2 separate regions of the Triticum aestivum genome follow, and region 2 is linked to region 1. A link is a contact called in public Hi-C data. All regions are on one chromosome and are shown on one strand. The core of a region is the stretch at or near the end of the contact, and the rest is flanking DNA. Distances in the headings are between cores, read along the strand shown. Region 1 has its middle 12 kb from the start of LOC123046488. Region 2 has its middle 10 kb from the start of LOC123046490.

The links. A called contact is a pair of places that touch in the nucleus more often than the background predicts.
Region 2: a contact with region 1 is called in a Hi-C map of leaf, with 5 times the contacts expected there. The contact joins two enhancer-like sites. A contact is called at or near these places in 2 of 5 Hi-C or Micro-C datasets (both in leaf).

The regions. Positions count from the first base shown.
Region 1 is chr2B:648,522,828-648,527,605 of IWGSC CS RefSeq v2.1, reverse strand. No RefSeq gene overlaps it. Among protein-coding and RNA genes, the nearest start is that of LOC123046488, 12 kb to the right of the region's middle. Within about 2 kb of position 2,790, at least 4 of the 8 cell types and tissues checked have an H3K27ac peak or open chromatin away from gene starts, as enhancers often do. A contact at or near this core is called in leaf, where this site is marked.
Region 2 is chr2B:648,803,658-648,808,642 of IWGSC CS RefSeq v2.1, reverse strand. No RefSeq gene overlaps it. Among protein-coding and RNA genes, the nearest start is that of LOC123046490, 10 kb to the left of the region's middle. Within about 2 kb of position 2,057, at least 8 of the 8 cell types and tissues checked have an H3K27ac peak or open chromatin away from gene starts, as enhancers often do. A contact at or near this core is called in leaf, where this site is marked.

The DNA.
Region 1 (4,778 bases), core at 1,541-4,040:
CTTCCACGCGCGGGAGATCCTTCGAGGAGTAGGGCCAGGGGGCGGGAGGAATGGGAGGGGCCACGGCCGCGGCAACGACTTGTGGCCCGTTTGGCAGCCATAGCAGCTCGGGCTGGCTCAAGAGAGCAACTAACGTTTGCGCATTGTTTGATTGCCCGCATTTAGGCCTCTCGCATTAGGGGATGACTTAGCGCACGGTGTTTGATTGTCTGTATTGGCTCGTCTCACGCAACTACACGGTGTTTGGTTGTATATGCGAGATATGATTAAGAGCTAACACTTACACTAACGCGCACACTGTGACTCACAATTGAAGTGGACGGTGACCGCGGCGCCGCGTCCGACACGACGAGCATGGAGTCTTGGGCGAGCGTTCTTGCCGGCTCCACGGCGAACTAGTTACTAGCGTCGCCGCCGCAAATGAAGTTCGTGCGGAGGAGCGCTGAGGCAGAGGAACAGTGAGGAGAAATGCAGTGCGTGTCGGACCATGGCAACTGCGGTGGACGGTGGTTGTAGCTCCGTGTCCGACACGACGAGCATTGAGCCATGCGCTAGCGACCCCGTCGGCGGCGCGGCGAACTAGCTGATAGCCTCGTCGAAGCAGAAAAAGCCCGCACGAAGACAGTGCGTAATTGCGGCGTTGATGCAGTAGGATCGACGAAACAAAAAATTTGCAACACCAATGTCGTGAGGAATTGCGAAATTAGGCTACTGGTTAAAGGAAATTTGAAATGATTGATCGTGCACGACGAATCTGACCAGATTCGTCCAAAATAGTTCCTAACATGAACACAAAATTGAGCATTTACGGGCGACGAAACTAGAAATGGATCGCAAAAATGGAACCCGTCACATTGTTGTGCATCTTTTTCGTGTAGAGCTTATTTCAAATTGAAGCATCGTTGTGTAGATTAGAAGTAAGAAGGAAGAAAGGAGATTAGGGAGGATGTTAGTGGAGGTGGAAGAAGAAGCTCCTACAGAGCTCGCATCCCTCGAGCCTCCTCTGGTGCAAGGGGCTCATCCACTGCGCTTGTTGTGGCTTCGCTCGGTTTGGCTTGCGAGAAATTGTCTATTTGATGAGCTCACGGCCTAGCTCGGGGTGCTTTATAGTTTGTGCAATGCAGGGCGAACAGTGTATGCAGGTGAACCAAACACACCGATTTAATCTCGCGTGGGTATGGCTGGCCCAAATACGGGCAACCAAACGCGCCCTTGAAAGGCCGCGACGACGCGCGTGAAGGAGGGTCTGTCTCCGTCAAAACAGGGCCGGTAGAGGTAGGAACGAGTCCGCACGTACATACACACGGCGCGCGGACGGAGCGGAGAGCAATCGCGTCGCGTCGCCACTCGCCAGGCAGGCAGTGCAGTGGGCACAGGGTCAGCGGTCGCGCGCTCGTGCTCTCCCACGCTGCAACGCAACCGCAACAGCCGACCACGCACGCACATCCTAGCGCGCCTTCCCGTCTGTCGCCCTACGAGCTTCCTTCGGAACGCGGCAAAGCTGACCTCCCCACTCCGCCGAGTTCTACACATGATCGACGCGTGCGTCCCTGTGTGCTTCTGTATATACTCGCGGTCGCGGTCTGCCGGTGCCATTGCCCGGCCGCGAGGAGCAGTTCACGGTTGGATTTTTGCAAAGCCTGCTCCATCGATGACTGTTTTGCTGCGGCTGGATGGATTCTCTAGCAAGCAAGCAAGCAAGCGAGCATATCGTATCAGCTTTACTACTCCTATTACTTGAGTTGATCCGATGAGAAGACGGCAGCAGTAGTTGTTGACGGAATTGCAGCTTCGATCGGTTTTGCCCAGGAATCAAGTGGCAAGCTAGTGGTTTCCTCTTCTTTCCGGAGGAGCCTTGCTTGCTGTAACGTTAGTTCGGTCGATGCTAACCAAGTCAAGATGCATACATGCATAAAGCTAGAAGTAGTTTTCTTTTAGCCGAGCAGTAATAGTTAGGCTGCTCATAGTGGGAGTAACATGGATAGTAACATAGATGCCACATAAGCAAAAATATTAATGTGGCAAGTAGTTAATGAGGAGAGAGGCAAATAGAGTAACCTAATATGTTACCATCACATAGCGCTTTTCAATGTAAAATGAGTCTATAAAACAATAAATAAACATGTATATGTTACTAGACATATGACACTTCTCACTATAAGGGTAGTAACATAGAGTAGTAACGTATGCATGTTACTACTCTAAGTTACTCCCCACTATGACTAGCCACAGTGGGAGTAACTTCGGTAGTAACATCGAGTCCAACTCAGCAAATTTGCTTATGTGGCAGTGAGTTAATGAGGAGAGATGTAGTACTAGTAACTTAGCTAGTTACTGTAACATCACATGTCCCAATGCAATATGAGTCTATAACCTAATAAATGAAGTTTTGCATGTTACCACACTTATGTTACTATCCACTATTGAGGTAGTAACATAGTCTAGGGATATGTGTATGTTACTCTCCATTATGGCTAGTATTGTTTATATGGTTGTCTCTCTTTTGGAAACCAATCCTGTGGGCGCTGAATATTCCACAAAATAGGCGACGTTTCGCATTCAGTTTGCCGAATGCCGATATTGCTTGCACCCCGCAAGAGCACGGTGACTTTTGAGCGGAAAGGCAGTGGCGAAATGGAAACGGCGGCTCTCGCCTTGCCGCGCGTCGGTAGGCATCAACTCAAGTGCTTGGGCGAAGAACGCTGCCTTTTTTTCCGGCTCTGAACGTGAGCCAGCCATACAGGGACGGGCACGCGTCGTCGCGGGCCCGCAGAGGGCAGGCACCGGCGGCTTTGGATCAGGCGGCGCCCGGCGGAATAAATTAACCGCCGGACCACGAGCTTGCTGGCAAAAGCACGTAGGCCCGGTGGATCGGATCGAGCAGCGGCGCGCGGCGGCGCCGAACCTGCTCCTCGCTTGCCCCCACGTCTCTGGAAACAAGGTGCGTCGCGTGGTGGTGGTGGTCCGTGGTCGTGCTCGTGCCCCCCACCCAAGCCGACGAGACAGTGGTGCACGCGACGGCGGGGCAGCAGTGCACGCCATGCAGATTCGGGCGAATATGTGTGCTTGTGCGTGCGTGCGTGTGTTTTTTGCGGGAAGAATATGTCCGCGTGGTTAGCCGACAGGTTTTCCCTTCTTCCATCGGGGATGAACGACACGTCGAAGGCGCTGCGATTTCCTCGCGCGCACGGCGGAGAGGCGCGACCACCCGACACCCGTGCGGCCGTGCTGGTGCCAGCCATCGGGGCGACGGGGCGTCGCCCGGCGATCTCGCTTCTCCAGGTTGCGGCGCCGCGCTCGCGAAAAACCACTACTTCTTTTTTTGCAGATAAGATTATTTAAAAAGTTGTCTATTCTAAAAAAATACCATTTCTTAAAGAGTCTTCATGAATTTAAAATTTTGTTCATGAGTTTCATAAAAAATGTTTTATGAATTTTAAGTTTTTAAAAATTATTAGAGGAAATTAAAGACTCTTCACGAAATTAATAAATTCTCATTATTAAAAAACCATAAAATGAAAAAAACGAAAAAAACAACCAAATAAAAGGTAAACCAGCAAAAAAAATCAAGCAGAAAACCGACAGAGAAACACATGCGTTACGGGAGGAAAGAAAACCGGAGGAGATAAATGAGGGGCGCCGCCGAACCTGCTAGTTGTCTGAATCTCACAAGATGACTAGGATACAGTCTTCCTCCCCTCGATCTTCGACGACAAGTCCGTGGATTCAACTTTTCTCTGCCCATCACTGGTAGGAAAGGAGAATCCTGATGCCTCGGCTCCAACTAGAAGATAGGTTAGGGTTTTTTTAGTCCTCGTAAGGACAGGCTCGGACGGACGGCGACGCTTCTTCCTTAAGTTCGTCTGGTGGGATAGATTAGTCGGAGGTCCGACGTAGATTCCTGTCAGCTTCTCGATGCGGCGAGGTTTGGGTTCCACAAGATCAATTCAGGGATTCAACGGTGATGACTACAACTCCGGGCACTGGTCCTTAGTGGCACATGCATGAAGACTTTTCAGTTATCATCAACAAAGTCAGGCTGGGACAACTGCTCATTCTAACAACAACATTAGTCGTTCGGTGGTTCAAAGGCGTCGATGCAATTTTTTATTATGTTTGAAGTGTTTTATACTTACGAGATGCAATAGTTTTTTCCTCTAGGGTTTTCCTAGAGTCCACCTCTTCCTCTGGCGGCGGCGCCGGAGTCCACCAATAAACCCTACCGCCGATCGCTGGGTTCCCCCCGGGATTGATAGGCCTAGAGCGAGATCGAGAGCCGACACCATGGAGGATCCGATGCTTGAGAAGGAGGAAGAGGGAACGAAGGGAGGCCTGGCGGGATTAGGGCATATAGACGGGAGGACAGATGGGGATGGGTTACGTGATGGAGGCCTATCGACCGGGGGTCTGATCATGGACAAACCGGCTGAGGAAGCGAGGGAGGAGGTTGTGGCAGATCTCAGCCAGGAGGATGATGAAGATTGGGATAACATGGCTCATGATCCGGCCCTTGAGGATGCGTTCGAAGGTTTAAAACTTCATGGAGAGGAGGAGGAAGATATGGATCTGTCTGGGGAAGTGGAAGAACTGATCAAGGAGGTTCGATGGTTATGCCTATTTAGGGTTCATACGATGAGGCCGTTTAGTCATGCGGCGCTGCTAAACTCATTGAGGAACGCGTGGTCGTGTGCGCAAGGAGTAACGTTTAACATCAAAGGTCCTAATCTCTTCCTAGCTCAGTGCCATTGCTTGGGGGATTGGAAGCGGGTGATGGAAGG
Region 2 (4,985 bases), core at 808-3,307, 280 kb before region 1:
CCACCGGAGTGGTGTACTCTTCTACCGCTCTGGCCGTGTGTGCAATGGAGCAGCAGTTTGGGCTGGAGGTGGCCGGGGGTGCGCAGATCTGGCAAGGCGTTTTGCTGCGGCGTGTTGAGGGCTGGTGGTTGGCAACGATGCACTCTGCGCAGCTTGCTGTGTTCCTATGTCATTGGCTACCTCGTGAGGCTCGGCAGTGGAGTAGATTCTCCGGGCGAAAGTCTTGCACCTTCTCGGGTCGGTGCCGATGTTGGCGATGTTCTTGAGCATTGCATTCCTTGCTGAAGGCACATCGCGGAGCTACGTCCATCTACTGCCGCAACTGTCTGGTGTTTCCGGGTGAAAACCCAAGCTCCATTGGAGCGGGCGGCGGCGGCAATTATGCCGTTACCTTCTTGGAGGCACCGCCTTGGAAGCAATGACCTTTGTGGAGTGGTGGTCTCATGGCAGTGGTGCAGAGCTGCGTCGCCGTCGGGGTGATGGAGGCCGGGGCGGCGGCTCTGGACGGTGGATGTACGCCGAGGCGGCGGCCTCGGATAGCGATGCAACGGTGCCTCTATGGGGTAAAGTCGCGGTTGTGCATTGTTTTGGTGGCGGCTTGGTGTTGCGTGGGTAGCGAGGTCGTCGGCCTGGTCGATGCGCCCTAGAGGGGGCGGTCTGACTTTACGTCGGGGCGGCGGCCCCGGATGTGGTGTGACGTTCGTGGCCTGCGAGCGGTTGCCCTGAGCAGTGTGGGCTGCGGGCAGCCGGGTTGCGCGGCGTTGCTGCTCGAGGGGAGTGGTGATATGTCGGGGCGGCGGCCCCGGAAGGCGGTGCCGGTTGATTGCGCTGGGCGCGAGGGAGCGGTGGATGTTGGGGCGGCGGCCCCGAGAGAATCACTGTGGCGGCCAGACTTCTGTGGCAACGATGATGGTGGGAGCGATGTCGGCGACGCGGCAATGGTTGCGATAGTCGGCTCTTCTTCGGCGTGTCCACGGTATTGCCTCGGTTTGTTTGTTGCTGTGGAGTCGAAGATGCGGCGGTGGGGCCCTGTGGTGTACGATGACTGGCTGCAGGTGGCCCTTTCGACGATCTTCCGTGGCGCCAGCCGTGCCTGATTTCGTTCTTCTGAGTTCTCTGTCAAAGTCGGAGTTGCGTTGTCTGGCCGTAGGTCGGCATGTTGTCGATAAGGATGGGCTTTGCCCTGTGTGTTTCAGTCTATGGGAATGGGCTTGGCCCTTGTTGTTTCGGTTTTTGCCCGGTTTTCCGTAATTAATTGGGCAATTCTCTTCTGCTTATTTAATAGATGAGACAATCTTTGCCTCCGTTTTGAAAAAAAATTAAAATAAGGTTCTGATTGGAAAAATGATTAGTTCCTATGTTGGGTGTTCGATCGTCTCATCATCCAATCCAATCCAATCGCTCTTGGCGTCAAATCACCGGCAGCGAGAGGGAGAGTCCATCCATCCATATTCAAAATTTTGAATTTCTGTTTCCCGTTCCGAAGCCCTGGATCGTTCGGAAGCCCTCCAACTCCTGAAGCTTCTACTCTACGAGGCCGACCAGAAAATCGAACGCTTCGTAGCTTTACGACGATGTGGAGCGGCAGCCCAAGCCAATCGACCGATTCGGTCGGTCAGGGCCAAGGGAGCCCGCCCAACCACCCGTCGTCGGTCGGTGGCAGTTTGCAGCCTTGCAGGTGTAAAAGAGGCCTGTCGGCGTAGAGCCACGGTCAGACAAAAAGCGAATCGGGTCCGCGAGCGACCGCACAGCGCGCCGGAGCGGAAAGCTACGGCGAACGGGGAAACGGCGACGTCACGGCGGGCCCTGCGTGGCGCCGGCCGCCGATCCACGCCCCACTATCAATCAAAACATAAACAAGTGCGGATATCCCATCCCATCCACTGGCCGAGCGGCGGCCGGGCGCACACGCGTGTGGAACGGGGAACCCCGGGGGGCCCACCGCCACACGGCCGGGCTGGGCCCCACGTCCGCCCGCCGCCCCCCAGTCGTGCCCGTCTCCACCCGTCTGGCCGCCTGCCTGCGGTGCTCGACCAGGCTGACATGTGGACGCCGCAACGGTGGACGCGCGCGCGCGATCCGCGAGGCGCGGGGAGCGCGACACGGGCACGGACGGACGGTGTGAAAACCTGCGGTGGGCGACGCGGGGCGGTGGACTTGTGGGGATCTGCGTGCCGGTGTGCGGGGTTCGGGGACGTGACGCAATCCGGCGCCCACCCACCGCGGCGGGCGGCGAGCGGTACCGTGATCCGCTGCGGTGGAGGACGTGGACGCTCCAGGGGCGCTGGAGGATGTGTGAGTGCCATATGACGCCAACGCCGAGAGAGCTGCGTCCTAGAGCAAAACCAACTTCGTTGCACGGTTTGGTACGTACACGCAAACCATTTTGGCTGTTCACAGAGCATCTTCCAATAGATGCCAAAAACAGCCGTCGGTCCCAAAGAAATTGTAATTTGAGACACCTTAGACCATCTACGGCCTGGCTGCCCCAAACACTCCTCAAACGCCCGGGCGGCACGGTCACTGACCTGTCACGATTTTTCGACCCACACGGTCACGATTTTTCAACACAGCACTGATGCTCCGGCGAAGCTCCATTGCAACCCCGACAGAGCTCCAACGCAGCACCGACGGCTCCGGCGAAGCTCCATTGCAATTCCTGTCGAGCTCCATTGCAGCACCGACGGAGCTCAAACGCAATGCTGACGGCTTCGACGAAGCTCCATTGCAACTCCGGCCGAGCTCCATTGTAGTCTCGGTGGAGCTCCAACGCAGCGCTGACAGCTCCGACTCTACGGGTCGCATGTGGCTTGCTGCACTGCAGCTCCGCCGCTGATCCGCGTTCCATCATCGACAGCGAGATCGTGGGATCGCAACAGCTGATGTGCCCGTGACGAGAAAAAAGAGAAGAAGTAAGTGGAGCAGTTGTACCAACTGGTGGTGCCCGCAACAGCGGTTGGGTTGGCTCCTGCAGTGGTGGCTGCTGCCGGTGACGACGGGCCGGTGGTCAGTGGTAGCTTGTTGTTCCTCCGTCGGTAGAAGGCGGTGGGGATTTAAAGGACGGGATAAAATTTCAGCGGAGGAGGACGAGGGCACGCGGGGAGGATAAGGTGTGCACGGGACCACGCCACGCGGGACACACGTTGTTAGGGCGAAGCGACTTATGCGTAGCTATTATCAGCCGATTGAAAATAAATGTTTTCCATAAAAATACGATACGCCTAGGCGTAATCTTAAACAAAAAAATAGAGCATTTTCAATAGATGCCAAAAACAGAAAGGTAGCACATCATAGAAAGTAGTTCTGGTGATGCCTACACCAACCGAAGAGGAAGCTAAGGATGATGATCATGATACTTCGGATCAAGTTACTGCTGAACTTAATGGGTCGACCAGGGTACGCTCTGCACCAGAGTGGTATGGTATTCTAGTCCTGGAAGTCATGTTGTTAGACAACGGCGAACCAACGAACTATGACTAAGCTATGATGAACCCGGATTCCAACAAATGGCTTGAGGCCATGAAATCCGAGACAGTATCCATGTTTGAGAACAAAGTATGGACTTTGGTGGACTTGCCCGATGATCGACAAGCCATTGAGAATAAATAGATCTTTTAAGAAGAAGACATACATTGATGGTAATGTCATCGTCTATAAAGCTCGACTTGTCGCAAAGGGTTTCCGACAAATTCAAGGAGTTGACTACGATGAGACTTTCTCACCCGTAGCGATGCTTAAGTCTGTTAGAATTATGTTAGCAATTGCCGCATACTATGATTATGAAATCAGGTAGATGGACGTCAAAACATCGTTCCTTAACGGATTCCTTACAGAAGAGTTGTATATGATGCAACCAGAAGGTTTTTGTCGATCCTAAGGATGCTAACAAGGAACGCAAGCTCCAGTGATCCATCTTTGGACTGGTGCAAGCATCTCAGAGTACTTTGATGAGGTGATCAAAGAGTTATGGCTTTATACAAGTTTGTGGAGAAGTTTTTATTTACAAGAAACTAAGTGGGAGCTCTATAGCATTTCTGATAGTATATGTGGATGACGTATTGTTGACTGAAAATGATGTAGAAATTCTGGAAAGCATAAAGGGTTGTTTGAAAGAAGTTTTTCAAAGGAATACCTGGATAAAACTGCTTACATATTGGGTATGAAGATCTATAGAGATAGATCAGGACACCTGATTAGACTTTCACAGAGCACATATGAAGGAGTTCAAAATGGACCAGTCAAAGAAGGAGTTATTTCCTGTATTGTAAGGTGTGAAGTTGAGTAAGACTTAAAGCTCGACCACGACAGAAGAAAGAGAAAGGATGAAGGTCATCCCCTATGCCTGAGCCATAGGCTCTATAATGTATGGCATGCTGTATACCAGACCTGATGTGTGTCTTGCCATAAGTTTGGCAAGGGGGTACAAGAGTGATCCATGAGTGGATCACTGGATAGCGGTCAAAATTTATCCTTAGGTATCTAAAGAGGACTAAGAAAATGTTTCTCGGTTATGGAGGTGATAAAGAGTTCGTCGTAAAGGGTTACTTTGATCCAAGCTTTGACACCGACCTGGATGACCCCGAGTCGTGAACCGGACGCGCATAGTGGAGCAGTCATTTGGAATAGCTCCAAGTGGAGTATGGTAGCAGCATCTATAATATGACAAAGAGATTCGCAAAGTACACACAAATCTGAATGTTACAGACCCGTTGACTAAAACCTCTCTCACAAGCAAAACATGATCGAATCTCAGAACTGATTGGGTGTTAATCACATGGGGATGTTAACAAGATTATTGACACTAGTGCAAGTGGGAGACTGTTGGAAATATGCCCTAGAGGCAATAATAAAGTAGTTATTGTCATATTTTCCGTTCGTGATAAATGTTTATTATTCATGCTAAAACTGTATCGACCGAAAACTTAAATAATGTGTGAATACATAAACTAAACCGTGTCCCTAGTATGTCTCTACTAGACTAGCTT